2 separate regions of the Mus musculus genome follow, and region 2 is linked to region 1. A link is a contact called in public HiChIP or PLAC-seq data. All regions are on one chromosome and are shown on one strand. The core of a region is the stretch at or near the end of the contact, and the rest is flanking DNA. Distances in the headings are between cores, read along the strand shown. Region 1 overlaps 4930401C15Rik (RIKEN cDNA 4930401C15 gene). Region 2 holds the start of Tmem200a (transmembrane protein 200A).

Region 1 (7,528 bases), core at 2,271-4,770:
AAGCACCTGAAAAAATGTTCAGCATCCTTAATCATCAGGGAAATGCAAATCAAAACAAACCTGAGATTCCACCTCACACCAGTCAGAATGGCTAAGATCAAAAATTCAGATGACAGCAGATGCTGGCGAGGATGTGGAGAAAGAGGAACACTCCTCCATTGTTGGTGGGATTGCAAGCTTGTACAACCACTCTGGAAATCAGTCTGGCAGTTCCTCAGAAAATTGGACATAGTAATACCGGAGGATCTCACAATACCTCTCCTGGGCATATATCCAGAAGATGTTCCAACAGGTAAGAAGGACACATGCTCCACTATGTTCATAGCAGCCTTATTTATAATAGCCAGAAGCTGGAAAGAACCCAGATGCCCCTCAACAGAGGAATGGATACAGAAAATGTGGTACATTTACACAATGGAGTACTACTCAGCTATTAAAAAGAATGAATTTATGAAATTCCTAGGCAAATGGATGGACCTGGAGAGCACCATCTTGAGTGAGGTAACCCAATCACAAAGGAAATCACACAATATGTACTCACTGATAAGTGGATATTAGCCCAGAAACTTAGGATACCCAAGATATAAGATACAATTTGCTAAACGCATGAAACTCAAGAAGAACAAAGACTAAAGTGTGGACACTTTGCCCCTTCTTGGAATTGGGAACAAAACACCCATGGAAGGAGTTACAGAGACAAAGTTTGGAGCTGTGACAAAAGGATAGACCATGTAGAGACTGCCATATCCCGGGATCCATCCCATAATCAGCTTCCAAATGCTGACACCATTGCATACACTAGCAAGATTTTGCTGAAAGGACCCAGATAGAGCTGTCTCTTGTGAGACTATGCCGTAGCCTAGCCAACACAGAAGTGGATGCTCACAGTCAGCTATTGGATGGATCACAGGACCCCCAATGGAGGAGCTAGAGAAAGTACCCAAGGAGCTAAAGGGGTCTGCAACCCTATAGGTGGAACAACAATATGAACTAACCAATTCCCCCACTTCCCCGGAGCTCGTGTCTCTAGCTGCATATGTATCAGAAGATGGCCTAGTTGGCCATCATTGGAAAGAGAGGCCCATTGGTCTTGCAAACTTTATATGCCTCAGTACAGGGGAATGCCAGTGTCGAGAACGGGATTTGGTATGGAGGGGAGTGGGTGGGAGGGTATAAGGGACTTTGGGATAGCATTTGAAATGTAAATGAAGAAAATACCTAATAAAAATAATAATAATTTTTAAAAAAGAATTAAAAAAACCTTCATATACATACTATTCACATTCACCCTCTGCATGCACACCACACACCACATATACCACACACACATCCAAACACGTGCACTCAGACACACACCACTGAAAAATGTAACATTCAGCTTACTGTCTTTCCCTGGTTAGCTAATTATATGAATCAAGCTTTTAATAGGTATACATGAGAACTTTCAAAAGAATAAAGAAATGTAACCCTCTATTTCCATGAATCTCTACTCATTATAGAAACAGACTCCCATCTAGAAGGCTGTTTGCTTTCTCTGCTGAGATGTGCATGGCACCTCGTGCTGCATGGTTTTGATATGGGACTTACGTCATCTGTCCTCCTGGTTGTCAAATAAGATAGATCTGTAGAGACTTAACCCAGTGATATAAGAAATATCCAAATCCTGGGGAGCAGAATTGGACACTTTAAGATCTTCTAGTGTTACTTTCAACTCATACTTCCTAATCACCTGAAACCCACTCACAGGTTTCAAATAGACACCGTGAAGAGCAAAGGGCATGAGCAGAATTAAAGGGAAAGATGTTCACTGTGAAGCCACAACTGTCGCTCTAGCTGTACCCTCTGATGCAAGTTCAATCTTTACTGTGTGTACTTGTATACCTTCCAAACTGATAGGACATTTGCTAGATTCACTATTTTTTCCAGCATCTTTCCCCCTCAACAGATGTGATGCCCACAGCTTATAGTTTGGGAACAGTGTGGTTAAAATAATCCTATTCTTTAAAAATCTACCCAAGTCTTGCATTTTACAACACATCTTGAACATCAGACCTACAAGTATAACAAAACATTTCTTTTTTTTTTTTTTTTTTTTTGGTTTTTCGAGACAGGGTTTCTCTGTGTAGCCCTGGCTGTCCTGGAACTCACTCTGTAGACCAGGCTGGCCTTGAACTCAGAAATCCACCTGTCTCTGCCTCCCAAGTGCTGGGATTAAAGGCATGCGCCACCACCGCTCGGCAAAACATTTCTTTTTATAGCTGGGTATTTTACATCTATAATCCAAAAGGAAAAAAAAAACCAATTAGGTGTGCTTGGTTAAGGATGAATTTTCCCCTGGCAGCTAAAAATAAAATACAATATACAAATTATTAACATTAATTTAACACCATTATCATTTCAGTGGCCACTTTGTCATTGGTGACAACCACTGAGAGGAGAGGTGAGTGCCCACAAGGACTGGTAGCAGACCCTGTTGCTGGAGATCAACATCTCTTCCCCACTTTGGGGCACTACACTTTTTCCACTAAGCTGCACAAGTATATAAGTTAATTGCTGCTCACAAAAATCACCACCTTTAATTGGAGAACCACTGCCCCAAAACAAACAAACAACCAAAACAACAACACCCTAGGATAACCTGCAAAGAGCAAAGTTTTCTTTTGGCTCACAGTTTTGGAGTTTCCAGTCCATAGTTAGATGGGCCCATTGCTTTGGGCCTCTGGTGGCTGTGACAGAGGAGAAGGGTATGGAACATGGGTAAAATGAACCGTTTACTTCATTGCCCGAAAGCAACCAAGAGATGACAGGACCCTGCCATCCCCTCTAAGAACACACCTCTCTCACTAGCCTCAGCCCAAGGTTCCATCACCTCCCATTTGCACCAAAGAAGATAAGGCCTTTAACACATGGATATCTGGGGGAGCATCAGAACCCAAACCACAGAGGCCCACAGAACTGTTAGTTATAATACATGTTAGCATTCTGCATCTCCTTCTTTCATACTGTACTAATGGTACCAAGACTGATTCCTGAACCCAAATCATGAACAATACTTAAAACACTAGTTCAAGACCCATCCTCAAACCAGCAGAACCAGGACACTAGGGGGTCTGATCCAGCCACCAGTTTGTCAAGTGATTCTGATGAATTATTCATCTTGGAAGCACCATCTGCACTCTGTGAATGAATTCCTAGTCTGTGTCCATCCCCAGATCCCCGAGGAGCAGGGAGGGAGCAGGAAGCTGTCACAGCCAAAGTATGTTCTAAAAACAGAAAGTTTCATTCCTTTGATATAACTAGTTCCCATTTCCTCTGCTTTGTTTCATAGTTAATCAAAATTGTCCTAGTCATCCAAAGTATTTGGTGTCTGCTGTTGCATAACAAATTCTGAAAACTTAGAAGTTTTTTTTTCTGAGTGTTAGGAGTCTGGGAAACTTGGCTGAGTAGTTCAGGCTCTGGCTCTCATCAAAATGTCAATGGAGGCACATCATCGCTTCTGGCATATTCAATTGGCCAAAGAGAATAACCCTTGTTCGGTTAGGGAAGGACCCATATGAGTGTGGGTGAAGCCAAGGAGTGGGGAATCAATGGGGACCATTTGGGGCTTGTTGTTGTGCTGAAATAGGAAACCTTATGATCTTTTCAACTGTTTTCCCCTCTGCCATATACAACCCATTGTAAGACTTCCCTACTGCGAGAATGCAGTGTTTCCCAAGCTTGTCTTCTTATAGTCCAAGTGAGGCAGCCCTGACCACCCTCTGTCCCACTCTTTTCTTCATGCCTGAGCTTCTTCAGATACTCCTTCCCACAGCTGAGTAACAAAGCTACAAATCAGACCCACTCAAAACACTCTCAACAGGTCTCTCTGTTAAGAGCAAAATGGAAATCCTTCCCATGGCATCAAAGTCCCCTGTCCCCCGAGTACCATTCATTATCCCGGATCACTTCTCACCCTAACTCTGCATCCTCCAACACAGCTACTGAGGGCACACCTCCCCAGGAATCTTCAGGCTCTGTTCCTCTTAGGACTCCTTTCAGATCTCCTATTCTTCTTTCTGTTCCAATGCCCAAACCAAATGCTGTTTCTTTCTAAGCACTTCAGTCAGAATATTTTGTTCCTTTTCCGATATTGAAGTAGTTGCAATTGTAGTTAGCTGTTTCTGGTATAATTTTTCACAATCAGAGTCTTGTCTCACCAGGTGATGTGTTTTAATCCTTATAATGTAAAACAATGTAATACCAGAGTTCATCGAAGCATATAATTCCAGCAAGCCTTTTCACATCAAGGAAATGATTCACCCTATTTTCAACAGTATAAAAGAAAGAACTAGGAAGAACTGCAACAGTCTCTTTTAGACACTCCTCCTACCAAGCCTCCAGTTGGAAACACTGCCTCTTGTACCATTGTTCTTCATAATGTTTTCCGTTTGAAAGGCTTTCCTCAGGACAGGTGATGACCTTTTGATGCAATACAGAGTACAAGGTGTGCAGGTGTGCATAGATGTGCAAGTCCTAGCTAGGGAAAAATGTCAACTTGGCTGAGTGGAAGCCTCACAGGTTATCATGAGAAGAGTACCCTGGGAGGTCTATCTGGGGGTTAGCCTCAGGTGAACAACTGTAGGCTATTTGGATGCATTGATGGGGGACATGATCAAAGCAAGTGTGGCAGACCAAATGAAAGAGAGTTTCTAGAGGACAGGGAAGACACGGCATATAGTTTAATTGTGATATAAGAACAAAGGGCTCACGTGACGCTCAGGTGAAGACTTTGTACCTGTGGATCTGAACAGATGTTCAGTAGTCAGCAAGAGAGACATCTGCGAGCTTTATCTTTTCACAACTTGGTGCTAGCATTAGTGCTGTGTTAGAAGCAGGACCACGGGGCCTCTCAGGAAATTACATTGACCTTTTAGGATAAATGAATAGGCTCAAAATTAGATTCTTACACCAACTGACTAAAGGAAAAAGCTATTAAACTGTCAGGCCAGAGCTCAGAGTGGTATTTTATGAATTAGCATGATTCATCTTTCCAGTGAAAGGATCTGACCGAGAGTCATTTCCGCTGCTTCTCAGGATCTTCTCAGGATCAGATACTGGGCGGAGAAGTAGAGCCAGAGTGATTCACGGTGGAGATCAGACTGGACATCTAAACACTAAGTGCATACTCCTGTCATCCGATTCACCCAGACAGCATGCAGTTTTCCTAAATCCACTTGGTCTTTCTGGTAAATATTTAAAATGTCACTTTATAGGTGAGTTTAGTGATTTAGATATACAGAATATAGTCACATATGAAAGAGAATGTAACCCTTTGCAGCTGGCATCCCTTGTGGTGGCCTGACACAGGAACATGGTTTGTGGAATTAAAGAAGTGTCATTCTTAGGTGGGAATATTACATTCAAGTACTGACTGAGAAACAGTCAGTGAAATATAATATAATCATAGAGAGCTTTTGTAAACATTAGTACTTGGACACTCTTAAAAGGGGCAAGGATTTTCCTAGGCCACAGACGTATACATTCATTCGTTTATACTATTGCCTGTTTTCTGTTTCCAAAGACAACCAGGAGTGTTGGAATGAGTATCCTAGAGAGTGGCTGATAAGATAACTGAGCTGCTCTAAAAGAGGACACCTCACACAGACCGGTGTGGTTCAGCTTACCCAGTTTCTCCACCAGAGTTCATTCCTAAGAAAACCTTCAAACCCCCAGCCTCCATGCCATGTCCCCTGGCCACAAGCCCAGCTGCCTGCCTTGTTGCACATTCACCCTCTGAGTCACTGACCTCTGGCCATACACAGGGCAGACATCAAGGTACCTGCAACAGCCCAAAGTTTCCCTTTCCAGTTCGAGGAACAGAGTATGAGCTGCTGGTCTTATAGCTGAGTCTCTCAGGTAGACTCTCAGAGTCCTGGCCCCGAGAGTGGAGGGGCAGAAGCCCCCATCAGTCTGTACAGTACACAAAGGCCTTTATTGAAAGCAGTTCCAGCTAAACACCCTCCTCTCCTTATAGGCTCTAGTCTTGGAAGCACAAACCGTAAACACCTGGCCACAAATCGTCTCAGCATCTGGTTCGAGAGAACCCAACTTAAGATAGAAGCCTTTCTTACATTGGGTCCATTTCCTATTTCTAGTCCATGCTCTGCTATGATCCACCACATTCTTCAGTCATCCGCATCTCCTTCATCCCCCAGTGTGTCTCACCTACCCCTTTTCCAACATGGAAGTCACTTTCCAAGGAATATCTCTTCTTTTTTTTTTTTAAATATTTTTTTTATTACGTATTTTCCTCAATTACATTTCCAACGCTATCCCAAAAGTCCCCCACACCCTCCCCCGCCCCCCACTTCCCTACCCACCCATTCCCATTTTTTGACCCTGGCGTTCCCCTGTACTGGGGCATATAAAGTTTGCCTGTCCAATGGGCCTCTCTTTCCAGTGATGGCCAACTAGGCCATCTTTTGATACATATGCAGCTAGAGTCAAGAGCTCCGGGGTACTGGTTAGTTCATAATGTTGCACCTACAGGGTTGCAGATCTCTTTAGCTCCTTGGATACTTTCTCTAGCTCCTCCATTGGGGGCCCTGTGATCCATCCAATCGTTGACTGTGAGCATCCACTTCTGTATTTGCTAGGCCCCGGCCTAGTTTCACAAGAGACAGCTATATCACGGTCCTTGCAACAAACACTTGCTAGTGTATGCAATGGTGTCATCGTTTGGAGGCTAATTATGGGAGGAGTTGGTTCTTTGAGAAAATCAACAAGATAGATAAACCCTTAGCCAGACTCACTAGAGGGCACAGGAGCAACATTCTAATTAACAAAATCAGAAATGAAAAGGGAGACATAACAACAGATCCTGAAGAAATCCAAAACACCATCAGATCCTTCTACAAAAGGCTATACTCAACAAAACTAGAAAACCTGGACGAAATGAACAAATTTCTAGACAGATACCAGGTACCAAAGTTAAATCAGGATCAAGTTAATGATCTAAACAGTCCCATATCCCCTAAAGAAATAGAAGCAGTCATTAATAGACTCCCAGCCAAAAAAAGCCCAGGACCAGATGGGTTTAATGCAGAGCTCTACCAGACCTGCAAAGAAGATCTAATTCCAGTTCTGCACAAACTATTCCACAAAATAGAAGTAGAGGGAACTCTACCCAACTCATTCTATGAAGCCACAATTACTCTGATACCTAAACCACAGAAAGATCCAACAAAGATAGAGAACTTCAGATCAATTTCCCTTATGAATATCGATGCAAGAATACTCAATAAAATTCTCGCTAACTGAATCCAAGAACACATTAAAGCAATCATCCATCCTGACCAAGTAAGTTTTATTCCAGGGATGCAGGGATGGTTTAATATATGAAAATCCATCAATGTAATCCATTATATAAACAAACTCAAAGACAAAAACCACATGATCATCTCGTTAGATGCAGAGTGTCTCTTCTTGAAGTGTGGTTTATTTCGGGTACAACTATCCCATGCTTTCATGGAAATAAGTTCCCTCCATC
Region 2 (7,528 bases), core at 2,979-5,478, 290 kb before region 1:
ACTACGTATTACTCTTTGGTACTATGAAAGCCAGATCACAGGAAGTAGGCTTTCAGATTAATCCATATTACTAAGGTCAGGCTTTTAAAAACTTACACAAAGTTGTTTTAATATAAGTTAAGTATAAAAATCTTGGAAATTTTCCTAAGGTCATCTCTAAGTAAATCATAGATAGTAGTTAATTGAGCAATCATATAGTCATTTAGTGGGTTTTAAAATACTGGATTGTTCAAACCCAGTATTGAGCTGAAGTGGCCTATCATGGAAAAGTACATGTTGCTTAGTTTCAGTAGCAACTCTCTGTGTTCCACTTTTCACCTGACTCAGGAGCATCCTCGTTACCACAATTACACACACACACACACACACACACACACACACACACACACGTACACACACATTGTCCTACCTCTATCCAGGAGGTGGTGTTCACATGTGACCAAGAGATTCGTTGAACATCTGGTACATGGAAGACTGAGAGATCTAAAACTGCTATAAATTCTCAAAATCGGGTGACAAAAACTTACGACAACTATTAGAACATTATGGATGAGGCCAAAAATACTCAGGACAGCCAGTACAAGTATGATGCAAAATGTATGCAACACAAATGCTCTCAATGGAATATCACATAGCCACCACCAAACGTAATGTAGCTAACAATGGCAGTGTTTGGTTTGTTCTTCTGCAAGGGAATGAAATGGAGGATGATATATGCAGGTCTGCTGCAAGGCAAATTAACTGTGTCCCAAATTCTGAAGTACACGCCTAACCAATAACTATTGAGTATTACTGTCTTGCAAAATGTGGTTTGAGAGGGCTTTGCAACTGTAAGATCTCAACTATGCTATATTCAAAGATGTCAAGGACAGATCACACTACGCGGCCAGGCACCAACCATCAAGGCCTGCTTCAGCACCACGGACAGCATAACAACAGGCACAGGATGCTGTATTATCCACTATTTGTGTCAGTTCCCTATTTTCTGTAAACAGACTCTAATCACAACATACATAATGTGTGTGTGTGTGTGTGTGTGTGTGTGTGTGTGTGTGTGTGTGTGTGTTAAACTATGTGGGTTGTTGCTGACCATGTGGTGGTTGTCCAGTTTACAAGTGCGCATCTGTCTAGAGGGAAGAGCTGGAACCTAATGAAGAAAAATGTGTCCCCTTAGCGATTTTGTACCCCTCAGACATGAAGATTCTAATCAGCTTATTATCTTTCACAGAACTTATGCTGAACTTATAAGTTATAAAGCACCTAACTGCAAGCATGTTATTGACACCATAAGGGGAGTAGCACTGAGAGGGGCGTAGCACTCTTGATTGTGTGTTTCTTGAACACACTAGTCACATCTGCTGCTGCTGCTATTGCTGCCGCCACCAAATCATCTAAACAGTGAGAGTCACTGAGACATGGTAAAACAATATGAGGAAGCACCATTTGGAGTCAAGAGGACACAGAGTACATGCGGACCATTAAGTTCCATATTCCCATGTCCTTTCCCCCCTCCTTTACATTTCTTCTGTTTACAATTTTATTTCAAGGAGAAAATCAAAAAGGACATTTTCTCATTTGACTTTCTCTTTCTTGGCCCCTGCTTTGAAATGTAACAGGGCTGCCAGAGCTGTAGCGCAGGGGCTTTCAGACTATCTATCAGTTTCACAGTATGGTCAAAGTCATTCAGGCCAAAGTTTAACAAGGAATCCCCTTTCCATTTCTGATTTCATGTTCATGCTGGGGTCCTTCTTCTGAGGTCCGAGGACAATACAGTCTGTGTTTGTGGCAAAAGCGGGTTAATTTCACCCAAACTGTCTAGTAGTTTTTCCTCATAGCCTTATATCTGATCTACTTAAAAATACCTTGAAGGACTGGAGAGATTGATCAGTGATTAAAAGCACTTGGTGCTTTCCCAGAAGACTCAAGTTCAGTTTCTAGTACTCACGTTGGGCATCTTATAATTACATGTAACTCTAGCTCCTGCAACCTGGCCTCCTTGTCCTACTCCCACGGACACCTGTACACATACAGGCTCACAATATACATGTTATTTTTAATTGTAAAATCCCAAGTATCATACTTTTTCATTCCAGAGTATCTTTGCTTAATCCATTAAAATTCCTTGCCCCTCAGCATTCCTTGCTTGTATATTTATACTGTACTAGGTGAAATGCTGACCTTCATGGAAATATTTTCTCATTACTTCTTTATATCAGAGGGAAAGTTCTCTTTCCTTTTATTCCCATAGCATTAAGCAAGTTTGGTGAGTGGGTGTGTGCTCAATCGAATGTACTGAATATATAACAAGCCAGAAGAATTTCATATATTATTTTAACTTATAATAATGTTAGGTATTTTTTCTGCTTAAGAAACAAGAGAAATTATACTCAAAAGTCCTTCAGGCTTCAATTAGAGAGAACAGTGCTTTCTCTTTATTCTGTACTCATGTAACATTTAGAATGGACTTGTTTTAATGGAAACTGTATACATCTCAAAACAGCAGACTCAAAAATAATTACGTGTAAAACACAGGTAGCTTTTACCCCCCAAATAGGGAATAGTTGATTCCCATCCATTACACCAGAGTGGATATAAAGCCACTAAATCCAAAATCCATTACTGACATGATATGCTCACTGGGCTCTTTCCAGATGGAAAATATTGGCCATTAGCAAAGATTAAATAATTTACCTGAGCTTGCCTGGAACACTAAGAGCCAGAGGGGGACTGATGAATATCTTCTTGGGAGGTTGCTTAGACTATAGAATGGCAGATAACCCTCAATTTACAAGGCTATTTACTACTGAATTTTTCTGACTAGTAGTAATTATTTTAAAAATAAAATATGTTGATGATGTTATCTAGTTCACCTTCTTCCTTCTTCTTTGACTGAATAACTGGAATATAAGTTCAGATTGGTAATTGTGATCAGTGGTGATAAGAATGAGTCTAGATCTTTTCCCGAAGTCTTTCCTCATCAGCCTCTCTTTGAAGACTGCCTGGACATGTGATGCCTGTGATGTCTGGATTGCCATTTTAAATGTTTCCCTGTACATTGTAGACACTGTGCTACATTAAAAGAGCAGGATGGGAGGAACCTATTACCCACCCCTTTACAAGTCAGGAAGGCTTGCTAGGAAGTGTGTTCTCTTGGGAGCTTTGAGGAGAAAGGAAGAGTCAGGGCATTCTTGTACAACGAGTAGAACCTTACTAGGCTCACACGATTAATAAGGTTCCTTGACAAATGTGCTAGAAAACCTCAGAGAACTGATCAAATGGCTTTGGGCCAAGAGAACTAGCCACATGAAGGTGGAAGGAAAAGAAAACCACAGATGGCTTACAAGGTGACTCATTTCTCCTACCCCATCCCATCTACTTTCTTTCTTTTTTTCTTTTTTTTTTTTTTTTAAGCATTTGGTCCTGAAATTTCAGAAAAAGTATTTAACCTCCATACTGAAGCAAGATTTTTTTTTTAAAACCACTATTGCCCGTTTTTACAGTCTTTCTCCATTGCCAGTGTCATCTTAATGACCTGTCTGGCCTCTACGGGTTGCCTTATTTTCTTGAGTCTAGATTTTTTCCCCACAGAATCCAGTAGCTGACACATTGAAATAGATACACACCAGAGCAGAATATTTGCCTCTTGCCTATGAGTTAAAAAAAAAATCCAAGAAACTCATGGATTTACAAAACCATAGCTCAGCTACGGTTGCTGTACACTGCACACTCCAACGCAGTAATTTGAATACGAAACTTTATTTACTGACTTGATCTTCAGCCAGAGTGGGCGCTTTGGTCCCTTGCAGAATTGCACGTGACTATTATTTCAATTATTTCATTCTATGGACAGGACATGTTTTTTTTTTTCTCACTGATAATTTTTGGTAACTTGAAGCCTTCATTGGATTTGATATCTGGAGCTTAGCCTCAGACTCATCATCTTAGGATACAATTAGCCCCTGCCCCTCACAACCCCATGCCCAGAACCCTTCCCAACCAGTCTGCTCTACTGGAACTAACTTCCCAGCAGCTTAAACCCTCTGAGGGCTAGGAGTGCAGTATCTCTTGGGGGTCCAGGTCTGACTTTGTTAGCACAGCACTCGTGCAGCCGCCAGGGGGACCCCGACCCTCCCAGGCTGCATCTGATAAGAAAGCATCCGAGGGGCGTGGAACCGAGGGGCCTATGGATCCTTCTTCCAGAAAATACAGAGTCCGCCGGGGATCCCCAGTTCTTATTGAGACAGGAGGGGCAGGTATCTCCCGTTCTGGAACTCGCGTCCGACGGTGATGAGAAGCGAGTGGGTGTGTCCGCTTCCGCCCGCTGGCCTTCAGATGAAGCAGATCGCCTGGAAGCGGTACTTTGTTCCCCAAATGGGTTTTGTATGGGCGCCATCCCGGCGCTAGAAGTACAACTTTGCAGCCAGGGCGCCGGGTAGCTGGGTTGGGGTCCGGGGGGAAGGGTGGGTCCTGCACGCAGCTCTTGCACAGCTTGGCGACTGGGCCGGCGGAGTTCCCACGGGTCGTGGGCGGCGGTGCGATTAGCACCGTCTGGGTCCCCGGCTGCTGGCGACGCTCCGGGAAGCCCGTCCCGCCCTCGCCCCCGATCCTCCTCTTGGCGGCTTCGGGGGCTAGAATTCATCAGGAACCAAGCCCAAAACTTTCCCTCGAGCCCCGCATTCCTTTTGTCTTTCTTGGCGGCGGCGGAGACGCCTTAGCTGCGATCTTTTGCCCTGGCCTCGGTCACCGGTACCCTAGAAGGATAGGGGCTGCGCTCGTCCGATGGCGGCGGCCGCGTCCCCCAGATGCGCGAGTCAGGGCGCCCGCACCCCGGCCTGACTCATCTTCCTTTGGTGACCGCACCGCGTCCTCAGCCGGAGCCCCACGGGGATGGGGAGTGAGACCGTGGCTGCCCGCAGCTGCCCAGATTCCTCCTGACGCCCCCGACCCCGCCGCCTCCCTCGCTGGTCCCCGGAGGCGCACGCTGTCGCGACAGCTGTGAGAGCGAAGAGCCCGGAGAGGCCACCGGAGCCCCGAGACCAGGCGCTCAGGACAGGTGAGTGGACCACCAGGGTGCTGCGGGGCGTGCAGAGGTGGGTGGGCGAGCCCTGCAGCTGTACCCCGGGTTTCTGAAACCCCTTCTCCTCCCCTCCGCTTTAGCCCGCAGAGTTAGGGGAAACAATGACTCCCAAAGTTTGGGGGAATGAACCAAGTCCTCCATCAGTTCCAGACTTCTTGGTCTCCAGAGTACAGGAGAGGTGGTGCGGGGCAGCCTGTGAGCAGCCGGCTTCTGAGAGCGCCTGGCTTCGCGTCTTGGAGCTACACCCTCCTTTGTCTAAGGTTCCAGAGTCAGCAATCTTTGTGAGGGTCTACGGCGTTAATTTATGGTAGACAAAAGTGTGAACAGGGTTCCCTAGATCAGTATTTCAGTGTGATCCTACCTGCATAAGCAAAACGAAGAGGGGTAATTGTCTATAGGCTTCAGCACGACTCTCCTCCCCACAGACTGCCTAAGAAAGGACTCGTAAGATTTGCTTCACTAATTGTTTTGCAATAATTGCGTGTTCACGCCAACACTATGCATTATGAAGGCTTGGGCATTCTATGTTTGCTGCTTTTGTTATTTTGGAATGTGTGTGTGTGTGTGTGTGTGTGTGTGTGTGTGTACACGAAACAATTCATTTTTTACCCTAGGCATCGATAACGTCAGAAGAAAAGACAAATATGTAGATATAGTTAAGTAACTAGAATCATTCCCCATTTGTTAACTATATGCAGATATAAATGAGCTAAAGGTTCAGTCCCTGTGTTTTTCAGTCTGGTGTTTTTCAAAACTAAGTAACCCTGGCTTACCTGGTCTTTTTTTTTTTTTCTGAAGACCTTCAGTGGTTGACAGCAGATACCATTTCAAGAATCGGTAAATGCAATTTGTATTGAACTATTTCCTTCTTGAAGTCAGACGAAGTTGCATAGCGTTTTGTGCATAGATGGTACCCGAGGTGCTAATGCTCTTTCCTTTATCGGTGTGCCATTCGCTGCGTGATGAAAACATGAAATGACCTTTGGTTTCTTACTTGACTGTTGGCACCACGGCATCTTACTTTGACTGAAAAGTAGGCTGCATCTTAAAACTTTTTAAGGCTCACTTTATTTCCATGCTGCTGTTTGCCCACACTGGAGCATCTGCTGGTAGTTTTGTGCCTTTCAAACAGCTGAAATGAGGAACCCGTGCACTTCTAAAAGGAAAACAGTGCTTCCAAGAAGTGGAAACTGACCCTTAATACTTCATGCAATTTAATGCTGCATTTTGAAGTTTAAAAAATATCTACTAAGGTGTTAATAACTTTTCTTTAACATTTCCACTAGATACCTCATAATTATGAGATAATTTGTAACCAGGGCTATAATTATCTTTGTATCTAGGCTGGGAAAGCCTTCAGTAAGGAGAGAGCTGCTGTGTAGGAAGGCTCAGAATGATAATTCCAGGGGATTGGCACAGAGTGACTTAACCTGTTGCTTCCTAGGCCTGTCTAGGTAAAAACAAAATGTCCATATGACACTTGGAATCAGAAAGAGTTGGACACCCAGGAGCGTCACTGTGAGAACAGTTGTTGTCCTTGTCATTTTAAGATAGTGCAATTTTTAGAGATGCTTTTGAATGTGCCAAGAGTTAGATTGCTACATTTGGACTTTTATAGTTTCCAGACTTTGACAATGGCTTTTTGGATGTAAAGTCGACTTCTGACATCTGGAGCAGCAAATCTGAACTGATTGGCTAACCTTATTCTCACCAAGACGGCATAAAGAATAAATAAAGGAATTCACGTGTTGCTGTGGAAATAAGAACCTGAACAAGCACATGTCACCTGACATTTCTTAGGAAAATGGGATTTAAAAATGTATTCACAGGAAGGTGATGGTCCTTACCTTGTTTATGAAACAGAATGTAGGATTTAAAAGATGAGGCAGTTTAAAAATAAAGTTTATGAAGTGTTTCTCTCCCTAAATAGTAGACAGTGCAGGCAGTAGTTATGAAGCAGAGACTATTAAGAAAAAGAACTTGTGTAAGGGGCAGATAAACAAATCTGAGATGAGAAGAATTCTTTAAGTTTTCCAGGTCTATGACACTCGTAGTTTTATCAAGTGCCTGTCCCTGGACTGAAGGTGGGCTTTGTCTGCTAGTGTCTGAGTGCCCAACCACTCAGAACACAATGGTGAACACTTACTGAGATGTTCTGCAACAGTGGACACCCAGCAGGAGCTAGGCTAGTGAGGAAGAGTCTGGTAAACACCAGATTTCGATGTGAGGTGAACACCGGGAGACAGGTGCAGACTCAAGGCCAGCAGATCCCAACTGGCACTGCTTGAAGGTTGTCATCTTGACTTAGCTACTGATTATGTAGCCCTGAATAAAGTCAGTTAGCCTTTCTAGTACCTGATGTTCTCATTTGCAGAATGACTTTAGATTGAAGACATAATGCTATGTGAGGAGTTCTGGTGGAATTGAGGATAACGAAGATCAGAATGTGGG

What was found. HiChIP or PLAC-seq counts read pairs in DNA pulled down with a chosen protein or histone mark.
Region 2: a contact with region 1 is called in an H3K27ac HiChIP or PLAC-seq map of neural progenitor cells, with 7 times the contacts expected there. The contact joins the promoter of Tmem200a here to the enhancer-like site in region 1. A contact is called at or near these places in 10 of 39 promoter capture datasets (the 3T3-L1 cell line, cancer-associated fibroblasts, cranial neural crest and 6 more), 1 of 15 datasets of contacts at CTCF or cohesin (the NIH/3T3 cell line), 3 of 484 Hi-C or Micro-C datasets (the N1E-115 cell line, nephron progenitors and tail fibroblasts), 7 of 115 datasets of contacts at active chromatin or transcription factors (craniofacial prominence, embryonic limb bud, embryonic midbrain and 4 more) and 4 of 9 other capture datasets (adipose tissue, embryonic stem cells, liver and 1 more).

What each region holds. Positions count from the first base shown.
Region 1 is chr10:25,786,398-25,793,925 of GRCm38.p6, reverse strand. 4930401C15Rik (RIKEN cDNA 4930401C15 gene) reads left to right here. Exons shown (of 5, transcript NR_045349.1): 3 at 5,074-5,225. Among named protein-coding and RNA genes, the nearest start is that of 4930401C15Rik, 47 kb to the left of the region's middle. Within about 2 kb of position 3,520, at least 38 of the 459 cell types and tissues checked have an H3K27ac peak or open chromatin away from gene starts, as enhancers often do. A contact at or near this core is called in the N1E-115 cell line, neural progenitor cells and tail fibroblasts, where this site is marked.
Region 2 is chr10:26,075,663-26,083,190 of GRCm38.p6, reverse strand. Tmem200a (transmembrane protein 200A) reads left to right here and starts at 4,228. Exons shown (of 3, transcript NM_001358814.1): 1 at 4,228-4,355; 2 at 4,872-5,053. Gm9767 (predicted gene 9767) reads right to left here and starts at 4,936. Exons shown (of 1, transcript NR_028030.2): 1 at 3,744-4,936.